2 separate regions of the Anser cygnoides genome follow, and region 1 is linked to region 2. The links are chromatin contacts, called in public Hi-C maps. All regions are on one chromosome and are shown on one strand. Each heading gives the region's core, a stretch centred on a gene start, on an enhancer-like site or on the middle of the called end of the contact. The rest is flanking DNA. Distances are from core to core; before and after follow the strand shown. Region 1 overlaps LOC106033235 (a long non-coding RNA gene). Region 2 holds the start of WTIP (WT1 interacting protein).

Region 1 (6,039 bases), core at 1,092-3,591, 91 kb after region 2:
ACTTGAAACAAATTAAAATTATTCTGGCCTCGAACTAAAGGTCAGCGTTGTGGGGAAAGATGACTTGTTTGGAATTCAGTCAGGAAGTTTAATACAAATAATCCAGCTTGAAGTTCTGTGAGAACAAGTCCCAGCCAAAAAAAAAAAAGTGCTGATAGAACTAATTTAAGTACTAAATCTCTCCTTTCCAAGCATTTTTTCCACTGATAAACCCAGAGGCTTTTAAAGCTGCCATGGGAATAACTATTTAGCTGAGGTGTGAAGGAGATACTATTCGTACCTTCTGAGATAAAGCTGGGCCTTTGTCAGAAGACTTGAACAGGAACGAGCAAAGGAAGGGATAAAGGTATTGCTGTAAGTTGCCATGCAGATGGACCATGCTGTACAGAGACTCCATTACCTGTTACAAAACATCAGTCTGCAACCTTTTTTCAGCCAAGTGTTCATGCCACTAAAAAGGGAGAGCAGCTGATACAATCCAACTGTTGACTTGCAAATAAACAACTAACTTGTTATTAAAGAAATGTCATGCAGGTGTACAGATGCCTTCTGTATTTATAGAGAAATATTTCCTTCTCTGAGACTACATCCCAAATTACATTTGGAAGTGTTCACAACACAGAGAAAGCAGAGAAAGTCTTTAAGATATTCTATTCCCACTAGAAACAGATAATAAAAAACAGATATGCGAAATAGTGAAAAAGAGTAGATGCTCCACCTTCACATCACTGCCAGCTTTGAAAGGATGTCTTCACAAAGAATGGGAGAGAAAGCATTTGGATTTTTTAGGGTGTGTGCATGTATGTAAATACATAAGCACTTGTATTTTTTTAATAAAGCCTACAAGGACACAACTGATTGGGAAATACCTTCCATAACACTGGGAATAAGAATATGAATTCTTGATTCCTCACGGGTTTATACCCGTGAGCTTGCTCTGACTGAAGCCAGAGGGACTATAAAAGCTTCTGCATCCAAAGATTTAAACCCAGACTTAACCACTCTGTGTTTTTCTGGCTGACCAAAAGCCTTCACCAAGAAACAAAAAAAATCTTTCAACCCTATGTTGTTGTTACAAAGCATTCATTTCCACCAGCAACTGGCTACTCACATCAAACAAATTGTACTTGGGACTAAACAAGGATCAAGACCAAACAGCTTGAAATGTTTTCATAACAGTCAAATAATACAGCAAGTTCAGAGTGCCACGGTCCAGGATGAAATTGTCCTGTAGTAAGACAGGACCATGCATTGACCAAAAAGCCTATATAGGTCTTAAAAGAATGTTAGTGCATTTCCAGAGCTGCTGAACTAGAATAATAATTAATCTCTTTGAAAATCTGTAAGCAAGCTTTAAATTCAGCTTCCGTACCTGAATCTAACAGAACAACTAGTCAAATACTACTACTGAAAAAAATAATAATAATAAAATCACTCTTTACATTTGATGGACAAATATTTTGATAATTTTGCAGGGAAATTTGTTGTGGCCTGTCTTTCACCATGAAACATACACTTTGTGGATGTTGGAGCAGTTGGAATTATTACCACAATTCAACAGTCTTTCAAAAGAGGTTCCTGCTGTGTTACCTGCACATTCTATTTCAACCCTTCCTGTACGATTGCGACTCACTGCTGCCCTCTTTACTCCAATATCAGTTCCAGTGCCTGATAAAAACAGCACCAGGAGACCTCTTACCACTCAGCAATTCAGATTGTTATTTAAGTATTTGTCCTCTCTTCACAACAAAAATAACCTGGAGAAAGTTATATGCTTCGTTCAGAGAAAAAAAAAGTCCCAGTAATTCGGGGGGGGGGGGGGGGGGGGGGGGGGGGGGGGTAAGAAAAAACAAGAAGCACAACTGACTCACCAAGTGTTCACTTCCAACAAATAACAAGATGTTTTGCCACCCAAGATGTTATAACCAGACCTTAAAACATGGCTGTTTAAATTTGCCTCTAATGAAACATCAACAAAAGTATCTATAGCCTCTCTCCTTCTGTATGTCTCTGCGAGGCAGGTGCAGATTTCAGGAAGGTTCACAAAACAGACTCAGATGTGACCAATTTGTAAATTCCCAGGCAACTATCTGGAGAAAGGTTACTGCTGCCAAAAATGTGCACTTTGGAACGTTGTGGAATGTTTTCTGTGTTTACAGTAATGGTTTCACTTCATTCGGTCCTCATGATAAAGGATCAGACGCATTTCAGAGAAATATTAAGCACTACGGTGCTTAAGTGACAGTGTTGGTGTCAGTGCTCTCGCTCCAGCTGGTTAACAGATAGAGGCACCCGCAAGTGTTCTCCCAAAGGAACTGCAGCATTTTCCTGATGCATTTTAGAGGTTATTTCAGGGAGGAAAAGCACAATTTTCCATTTCCCAAATAAAGTTACATAATAAAGCATAGCCACCAACAAGCCAGCTCTGCCTTGAATAGAAGAGAGAGTTTATAAATGTCTTTTGGAAGGTAAGCTCTCCTGAACTACGTTCATGGAAAATTTTACTACAAACCACATTTCAGGTCATGCTTTCCTGGTGTTCATATACATTTAAAGCATAATCCACCAGGAGGTGAATAAACTTGTCTGGGCGAGGAACCTAACCAACTGCTGGAAGGGTGAGTACCTCCCTCTGAGCGACCAGCTCTTAGCAGGAAAGGGATACAAGAAGAGTTGCTTATCCCCCCTCTAGTTTCAGTTCAGACAAAATCCAACAGATTTTTTTTTTCCCCCCTACAGTATAGAAGGAAGAAATAACTACCTCATCAATTGCCTCATATCCTCAGATTCCTCCCTAAATTTTACAGCTTGGTTCTGAACCAAAAGCTTAAATAAAACCGTAACAAAGGAATTGGTATAACATAGCCGATAACATAGCACGAGAACACACACATTTCTTGAACGACTCCTGCATCACAGTGTCAGGGGGGAGGAATATTCCTTTCAGTGAATAAAACTAAATTTTTGGTCAAAGAACAAGCCCAAACATTGATTTCTTTCAATCAGTACAGATTTATTCTCTGATGACTGTGTAAAGCATCAGCTTCATACTAGCAATACAGAAATATTAATTTAATTCATGGTTAACTTACTCTTTGCCAGATAACTTTCTTGGGATGCCTTTTTTTCCAGTTTGTCTTGTTTCTCAAACCAGCAAAAATGAAAGGATTCACATGTGTCATTTTTAATGCTGAACATTAAAGACAAATGTTCCTTTTGGCCAAAACCAAGGAAGTTCCTACAACTCTGCTCTTCACTGGTAATAGAGTCAGACAGTCCATTACTTATTCTGTTTCATGATTTAGTCTACACAAAGTACTGAAAAATAAGAAACAGCAATGCTAACCCAAAAAGTAAGTTTCGTCCCAAACCTCTGTTTATACGTGCAATGCCAGCAAAGCCCTTTGGCATGACTGTTGCATAGCAGCCACCCAAATTTTGTACTCTAAAGGGAGATAAGCTTTTCCAACATACCTGTCAAGCTTCAGCCAAATTTACAAAAAAGAATACCTACATTTCTGCTTGTATTATACATTTGCATGTGTATAATACCCACGAGACAAAGAAAAGTGTTATCAGAGGTATCTTAAATGTCACCTTATTGCTCAAAGACAACAAAATAGATGTCATGAACAACCAGAACAAATACCATTTCTGAGCACCAAAGCCTGACACTCATCCTATGAGCAGCAGAAGTTGGAAAAGCGATGGTATTCAGAAGAAGCAGATGACCAGGAGATTTTCAGGCTCGTACTGGCCCACCAAGCAATGGTGGCAAACCAGACATCCCTCTGCCTTAGCGTCTGCTATTTATAAGCTGTTATATCAAAAAGCCAGTCCCACAACGGAGTACTACTATGAGAAACAAGCAGAGGCATGAATTAATGCATTAACACTTCGAAATTCCCTTTATGTTTGTCAGACTCTCCTAATTCACCGAACGAGGGTGAAGCTCCCTGTACAAACAGCAGCTCTGTGCAGCACTGTCTCCCTCCCGTTACTGCTGCCTCCTGTTAAAGAACAACGTGACAGCAGTGACACAGAACAGCTGCCCCCAGAAAGTTTACTCTCGTGGGCCTGCCAGCGCCTACCATCTGCAGCTCCCTGCACAATGTCACATCTACCTTTCATGCTGCTCAGGGGTTTTAAAAGTCTCCAGAGCAGCAGTGGTGGCATGCAAGGGGGAAACAGTAAACCTTCTACCTCCAGATTACTTTAGCAGTTTTGAGGGAATTTTTTTTGCCATCTTGGAGGACTAAAATAGGTCAGAAGGCCTGTTTTTCCAAATTATTTACAAAGTCTTTTCATGGTTATGAGTGATTCATATGGCTCCTGAGGAGTAAAAAATAAATAAATTAAAACCCAAAGCCCAAGAAACACTCTCCTCTCCGTGTTCATTTTTTGCTATACCCTCAAGCTCTGGAATGATACAATGGAGGGAAAAGGAATTCAAGTGTATACATAAAGGTCTATATAGCTACAGCATAAGTATATGAAAATGTAACCCACAAGAATACTGGCTGCATGCTCAAGAAGCCGGTAGCATACAAAAAGATTTCATTTGCAGAGCTGGACTCTAGACAGATGAGGTTTTAAGAGCTTCAAGAATTTGTGCTCAGGTGCACGCCTACTTTTTTTCCTAAATATTTTGTCATGCATTTTGCCACACACACTCAAGCCAAAGCAAGCAGCCTCATGCTGGCCAGAAATACAACTCTGCAAAAAGAGACGGGCCAGCATGACCTGCGGCAGACACCCAACATGAAGGAAGCTTGCTTGCACCTCTCCTAATACATCTGACCACCCTCAGGAGGACCTAAGCCCTGCAACTGTGCCCGTGACAGTGACATGGCACACAGGGGCCAGGTGGGAGCCACTGCTGCTTGCACACCTGACTATTCCCGAAGTTCCCTGCCAACAACTGTCATTATCTGCTCATTTACAGGGATCCCCCCGCCATAATCCTTCTCTTCCCTTCAGCCATTTGCATGTTGCCTCCCTGTAGGCAGCCGCTAGCCTCCCCTGCACGACCACTAGTAACAAACTTCATTTCCATCCTGGAGAGCATCTCTATCCATACACAAACCTTTGCTGACCTGAACTGTGAATTTGCCACTTGCTTTCTTTCTTTGTAGGGCAGTGATAAGATAACATTTACACTGTATTACAAATACACTGTATTCACCTGTATTTGTAAGTGGAAAAATCTTTTTAGAGCAGAAGCATAGCAGTTAATTTCAACTACATGAATAGCTTCTTGGAGAAGCTACACCTTTACATTTCCCACTGTAAAACCCAAAGATTTACTGGAATCCAGGCAGCATTAATGCTATTGTGTCTGCAGACTAACCAGGTAACATGAAAGGCATTCCCCTCATGAACAAAGCAAAACAGATGCAACTTAGGCAGCGTGATCTGCTCTCGTTAGGGATGCGAGTGGATACGTATCCCTCCAACCAAGGCACCTCAATTAAAGCTGTGCTTTCTGACCTTCGCAGTAACTGCGTGCAGATCTTCTGAAGTCCTTGCTAATGTGCATGGAGCTCAGTGTAAAGCCTATAAAGGTCCTTTAAACTACTGTCTTCACCTGTAGCTTCAGAGCAATTAATAGTTTCTGCACATGAACTTCCAAGGTACCTCCAGACTGACCAGCTCATGTGAGGTGGGATAGGCAACAATATGCATCAGAATGGATGGAAGAATGAATCTTAACCTACTAAGTTGTGGTACGGCCACTGGCCCTAGGCCACAGACTTGTTTAAAGACTATCCAGATAATTCAGGAAAGTAACGGTGCTATCATCAGCAGAGAACTGAATCTCTCAGGTACAGCATCATTTGTAATTAAACTAGCATTCATCGTAAGGAGCTGAATAGGCAAATGGTTTACGAACATGATCACACAGTTACACTGGGAAAGACAACATATGGACCATATTTACACACAACCCAAAAAGCACTGCAGCTCCACAAGGAAACATATAGAAATCAGATAAGTAATAGCAACTCATAGGAATGAAGCTAAGCATTATATGAAGAG
Region 2 (5,963 bases), core at 2,384-4,883:
TCCTAAAAATAAAACAATGGAGTCTTTTTGATGTTCTCATTCATATCCTGACATAGCGTATAAATAGTTGCCTGGGCTACTGCTTCCAGTCAGGTGGCTAGTCTAGCTTTAAATTATTTTGGAGAGCCTGAATAACCTTAATTAACATTATTTGCAATCAATTCACCCAAATATTAATGTACATTAACATCCAAACTTCATATTCCAACAAGCTTGCTTATACTTAAAGATATCACAATACAAATTAACATATAAGACCCAAGCAAAACAAAGAAATATAAAACACAACGACAACTTCAAAGAAAACAAAATCTTCAGTCCCTTCTCTCAAAATAAATACATTAGTCAATGTAATTTTTGTATGAGCTTCACAAGTATTTCTTTTTAATCAGGCTCAGAACAGAAAAAAGGAAAAGAATAATCATTACGTACTTCACCAAGAAACCAATACAATTTCAAAACTTGAGACAGAACAGTAACCTCTGTAAGTCTTCCTCACATTGTGGATTTCAGAGTATGATTTCATTGTTTTCTCGCTATGGGAGAGAAGGAGGGAATTTGCAAAAAGTCAGGTAGCACCCAAATCAACATGCAAATCTGCATAGTAGCTTCAAATTGTTAAATTGATGAGTCAGACAACAAACTCCTTCCTACATTGTCACAGTAAAGACATGTTATAAGATATGCTGCAACAGTGGGATTTTTTTCTATTGTCTTCAATAGGCCCAAGGTTTTACCAGTGAATTCTTGTATCTACAGATTCTCTGCTTTGTTGGTAATAAACTGTTTGCAACTCAGGGAGACATAATCCCCAGCAGACCATTAATTTTCCCTGCCTGTTGGTTTGGCCAGCATTTCTTGAAGGCACTGGCAATTAGAAGAAACAGAAGTGTACTGCCTGTGAGGCCCAGCCGGATGATATTCACAGATCAATAACTCCACCTGGCTTTTTTGCTCCCTTTAAGTCTTAAACAAAGGAGTTTATTTAACAGAAGCAGCTGGCTTTCCTTAATACCTGTTTTGCTGATATAACTTAAAATCAGACACAAGGATTACCACAACAAATTAAGAAATGGAGTTCGTCTTTTATAATACTCTGTGATAGCTCATGTTGTTAGTTGCACAAGTCTTTTTGCAATATACATACTTACATCTGGTTGTAAATAGTAAGCAAATTTATTTTAAACAAATTGGGGAGAAAAACATGTCAGGACTGTCAAGCTGTAATTGCCTAGTACTTTGGTTTTTCTTTTATATAATAGTAAGGAGAATGATGGGGGTACTTATTATAGCGACAGCAGTTTAAACTCTACACTTCTTGTTTGCACAACTCAGCACATATGGTCCTCTATGAGAAATGCAGCAGTGCTATAGTGTGTTATGTACCACTGCAAACATATTTATTTCACCCATGTGGGCTACATCTGTGGCTATAGTGTGGATAAATGTTATGTTCATTATGTGTATGACAGGAGTACGATTTACTGGAGAAGAGCGGGTCTGTAGTATAGCCCCTGCTGTAGGGCTGAGACAGGAACACTGTGCAGGAATACTCTGGCCCAGGGCTGCAACAGACTTGACTGGGCCTTGCTTTGAGGATTTACTTTTTGAGCATAAGCTTTCAACAGTAAACATAAGTGATTTTCATCGTTTGATCCAAATTGCTTACTAAAAAGGGCTATTTCCGTAGATTCCCCAGACTCTCTCAGTCCCCAGTATGTTTTTCCCATGAGTTCATACTAAAGAAAGCACGTGCTTTAACTACTTACATACCGAGAGGCTTACTGTAAGAACTTGCAACCTGCTGGCAGCAGCAGCATCAGACTGTGCTGAAGGCAGAATGAGGGCTGATTTGTGGCTCAGAAGACAGAGCTATGGGAGGACAACAAGCTCCTCCGCTTGAGCTTATGCTTCTGACTTCACACAGCATCAGCTCTGCAGTTCCCACTGTTTGGCTCCTAAAAACAGCTGCTCAGAATCCTTCCTTGTGCAAGCACACAGGCAGAGCCCCTCAGGATATGCTCTCCACACCCTGTTTGATTAATAATAGAGTTACCTACCGTTAAGAAGTTAAAAAAAAAAAAAAAGAAATACAATAAATTAGCTTTTCTGTAGGTGCTCTGATGGCCTAGGTTCCCAGGTTGTCCATGAGCCTCTCCTAGATTCACAAGAAGACAACCTAATAAAAACTGTCAGTGAGTAATCCACAGCCAGTCAGAGGACAGATCATCCTAGCAAAGGCCCCAGGAACCAGAAACGGAGGAGCTCAGCACCCGCATGCTTGAAGGCAGCAGCCTGTGAGATGCCCACTGCCCGTAGTGCACTTTGTGCAGGAGTCCCTGGCTCAGCACTCAAGTTAACTGGGATTTCTGTGCGTGCTGCAGAAGGAGCCTCAGCTTCACCAGAAAGCACAAGGCTTGAGTGGAGCAGGGAATTGAAATGCTGCTGTGATCCAGGTCAGCGCCATGGCACCTTCGCAGGGAGGCTTCTGCTGCCATCGCCCAGGGCCTGCGCTGCGTGTTGTTTGGAACCGCGGCGGTACGTGCCAGGATGTGCTACAGCAAGAGGTGCTTTCAGCGGTCGCGCACCTGCAGACCAGAGGTGAGATACTACTTCTGGGAAGTAACCTCTGGAAGCATGTGGTGATACCAGCAGAAAGTGTAATGAGACCGCTGGAGATGTGAAAACGTAGCAGAAAAGTGGTTGACTCCCAAGATGGGTTGCTGATGTACACATACGTTCACATCAACAGTGAACAGCCTCTTCCATGTCTAACAGGTTTGCTTTTCAGGGCTGGTTTTGCACATTTAGATGGTTTGCTAGATTTCTTTTTTTTTTTTTTTTTTTTTTTAATGTTTTTTGCACACACAAACAGATTGCCAATCAATTGCCCTCCACAGCTGGGGACATTTTCAAGTACACAGTTGCTTTTAATGTTTAATTAGGTATGATAACAGGATAAAATGTTCTTGGCAGGGACAGAGCACCTGCAGCACAAACTTGCAACATATTTCTCTCATTGCATTGACACTGCTCAGGTACCTATTGCTCGGGCTTCCTCAGTGTTTCTGAGATCAACACTGATGCTCATCAGGGAGTTGTACTTATAAAAAAATTAACTGTAGGCTACAGTTTCACATCGGAGGTCTCAGCTCAGTAGACTGGTGTTTTCTGACAGACTGCTGTGTGTATACAAACGTAAATACCAAGCAGCACCGTGTTTGTTACGGGATCAACAGATAAAGCTTTCGCAAAATTACACAAACAGCAGCAAGCTTTTTTCAAGCTTATGTCAATTCGCAGATTGCTTTGGGCCACGGCGCGTTCATCGCGTCCCGGTATTGCTTTTATTTATTTATTTATTTAAAAACGAAGCCAATAAGTACAAGCAGCCCTCAGGTGCCGGGGCTCCGGCACAGGTGGGAGCCGCTCGCAGCGGCCGCGCCTCAGCCCCTGCCCGCGGGGGGCGCGCCCCGGCCGAAAGTTCCAGTCAGGGCCGAGAGCGGGAAACGGGGCCGCGGCCGCCCCCGCCCGGCACCGGGACCCCCCCTCAGGGCCGGGGACTCCCCTCAGCCCCCGGCCGAGCCCCGTGGCGGTGACAGCCCCGGGCAGCGGCGCTCGGGAGTGGGCCGCGCTGAGGGGAAGCCGCCGGCCCCGCCGCCGCGGCCGCCCTCTCCCCGCCTGACTCGGTGCAAATCATTGTTTGGCTCCGGCATTAACTACATTCCAGCGGGACGCAGCGCCCAGTCTCCTTCCTCGCATTCCTGCCCCACACAAAGGAGTCCCTGCCTCGCCGCGCCCCGCGCCCCGCCGGCCGCCCCGCGAAGCCCCTCACGGACCGGCCGCCGCCTTCGCCCCCGCCCGGGGGTGCGGGCAGGAGCCGCGGCCCCGCCGCGGGGCGGCCGGCCGGGGGCGGCGGGGGCAGGGAGCCGCCGAGCGCAAATTCCTCCGCGCAGCGCGCCATTGACTGGACCCAGCAACTTATTTAAGGCTGGAAAGTGACACAGGGGCTCCTCGCCTCCGCTCGCCGCCCGCCGCTGGGCAGCCCGGCCGCGCCGAGCCGTGCAGAGCCGGGATGCCGCCGAGGTGATCGCCGCCCAGCCTGCTCGCAGCCCGGGCCGCCCGCCGGGGAAGGAGCTGCGTCCCGCCGGCTGTGTCCTGTCGAGGGGCTTTCTTTTGGGGGCGGGTTTTTATTTTTTTTACTTTATTTATTTTTTAATCTTTTCCTCCTCTGGACTGCGCCTTCGCGGAGACTTTCGCCGGGCTCCGGCCGAGCATGGAGAAGTACGAGGAGGACATGGCACTGAAGGCCACCAAGCTCCTGGAAGATCTGTCCCTCTACGAGCCTTGCCCGGAGGCACCGTACGGCCGGGGCGGCCGCCGGGACCCGCCGCTCCCCCCGGACCTGGAGGAGACCAAGCGGGTGCTGGCCGCCCACATGCCGGCGGAGCAGCGGGGCCGCAAGATGAACGGCACCGCCGCGCCGCCGCCGCCCGCCGAAGCCTTCCCCTTCCCCGCCGCCCCCTGCGGCAAAGCCTACCCGCCCGCCGCCCCGCTCCGCGCCGCCAACGGCCGCGCCGAGCCGCCGCCGCCGGCCGCCGGGCCGCCGTGCTGCGAGGAGGGGCTGTGCACCCGCTCCGAGGTGGCGCTGCCCTGCTACAGCGGCTTCCCCGACAAGGGCAAGCGCTACTCGGCCGAGGGCTACCGCTACGCCGCCGGCAGCGCCTACGACGGCGGCTACGTGGCCAAGGGCGGCGGGAGGGCGGCCGGGGGCCCCGACGGCAAGTACGGAGCCGCCAGCCCCCGGGCCAGCCTGGCTCCCGCCGCAGCCGCCGCCTCGCCGGGCCCCGGCGCCGAGCACGGCAAGTTCTCCAGCCCCCGCTCCAGCCTGGGCGGCGCGGGGTGCTCGCTGCCCTACGAGAAGTTCTCGAGCCCCCGCTCCAGCCTGGTGGTGCCCGGGCAGGACAAGTACGGCAGCCCCCGCGGCAGCCTGGTGCAGTACGACGGCGCGGCGCTGAGCCCCCGCTCCAGCTACGCCAGCACGGCCAGCGACACCAGCAAGCACTCCAGCCCCCGCGCCAGCCTCACCAGCTACGACGGCGGCGGTGGCGGCGGCAGCAAGCCCAGCAGCAACCGCACCAGCGGCATCAGCATGGGCTACGACCAGCGCCACGCCAGCCCCCGCTCCAGCACCGCCAGCCAGTACTCGTGCCCCACCAGCCCCCGCTCCAGCTACTCGGACTCCAGGTACGGCCCGCCGGGCGGCGCCGAGCTGGACGGGGCCGCTGCCGCCGGCCTGGCCGTGGCCAGCCCCCGCTCCAGCCTCTGCGGGCCCCCCGAGGGCCGCGGCGTGCAGGGCGCTGCCGTGGTCAGCCCCCGCTCCAGCATCTCCAGCCAGAGCTCGCGGAGCTCCCGCGGCTCCATGAGCGCCTACCCCGAGCTGCAGCTGCCCTCGCCCCGCTCCTCGCTGCTGGGGCCCGGCCTGCAGGAGGACTGCGTGGTGCCCGAGCTGCCCGATGGCTACCACAAGATCCATGCCCAGTCCCCGCCGCGCCACGACCAGCAGCACCCGGCTGGCGGTGGCGGCCCCGACGCCGCGTCCCCCTACGCCTACAGCCCCACCAAAGGCTCGGCCTCGGCTCCCAAATTCAAGCTCCCCTACCAGGTGACGCCGAGCCGGGAGAGCGGCCCCAGCCAGGCGGAGAGGAGGCTGGAGGCGCTGACGCTGGAGCTGGAGAAGGAGCTGGAGATGCACATGAAGAAGGAGTACTTCGGTGAGTGACCTGCTCGGGGAGGCAGGGTGTGGGGCCTGGAGGGGGCGAGCGGCTAGAAGGTGATGGTGTGCGGGGCCTGCCTGGAGCTGGGTGATTTTAGCTCTGGGGAAGGTGAGGGTGTGATGCCCAGAACTGCTCTGGGCCAGTTACCTACTGAAGCCTCTGGTCATTGTAAGAGAAAGCTGGCTC

What was found. Hi-C and Micro-C count contacts between places; a contact is called where the count stands out from the background.
Region 1: a Hi-C map of liver shows a contact between it and region 2, with 4 times the contacts expected there. The contact joins the enhancer-like site here to the promoter of WTIP in region 2. A contact is called at or near these places in 4 of 7 Hi-C or Micro-C datasets (fetal liver, granulosa cells and liver).

The regions. Positions count from the first base shown.
Region 1 is chr12:10,105,695-10,111,733 of Taihu_goose_T2T_genome, forward strand. All of the region lies in intron 1 of LOC106033235 (a long non-coding RNA gene), which reads right to left. Among named protein-coding and RNA genes, the nearest start is that of GPI, 62 kb to the right of the region's middle. Within about 2 kb of position 2,342, at least 1 of the 3 cell types and tissues checked has open chromatin away from gene starts, as enhancers often do. A contact at or near this core is called in liver, where this site is marked.
Region 2 is chr12:10,013,045-10,019,007 of Taihu_goose_T2T_genome, forward strand. It overlaps WTIP (WT1 interacting protein), which reads left to right and starts at 3,634. Exons shown (of 8, transcript XM_013176618.3): 1 at 3,634-5,774. The coding sequence starts at 4,277. LOC136791767 (a long non-coding RNA gene) reads right to left here and starts at 2,017. Exons shown (of 3, transcript XR_010834352.1): 1 at 1,774-2,017.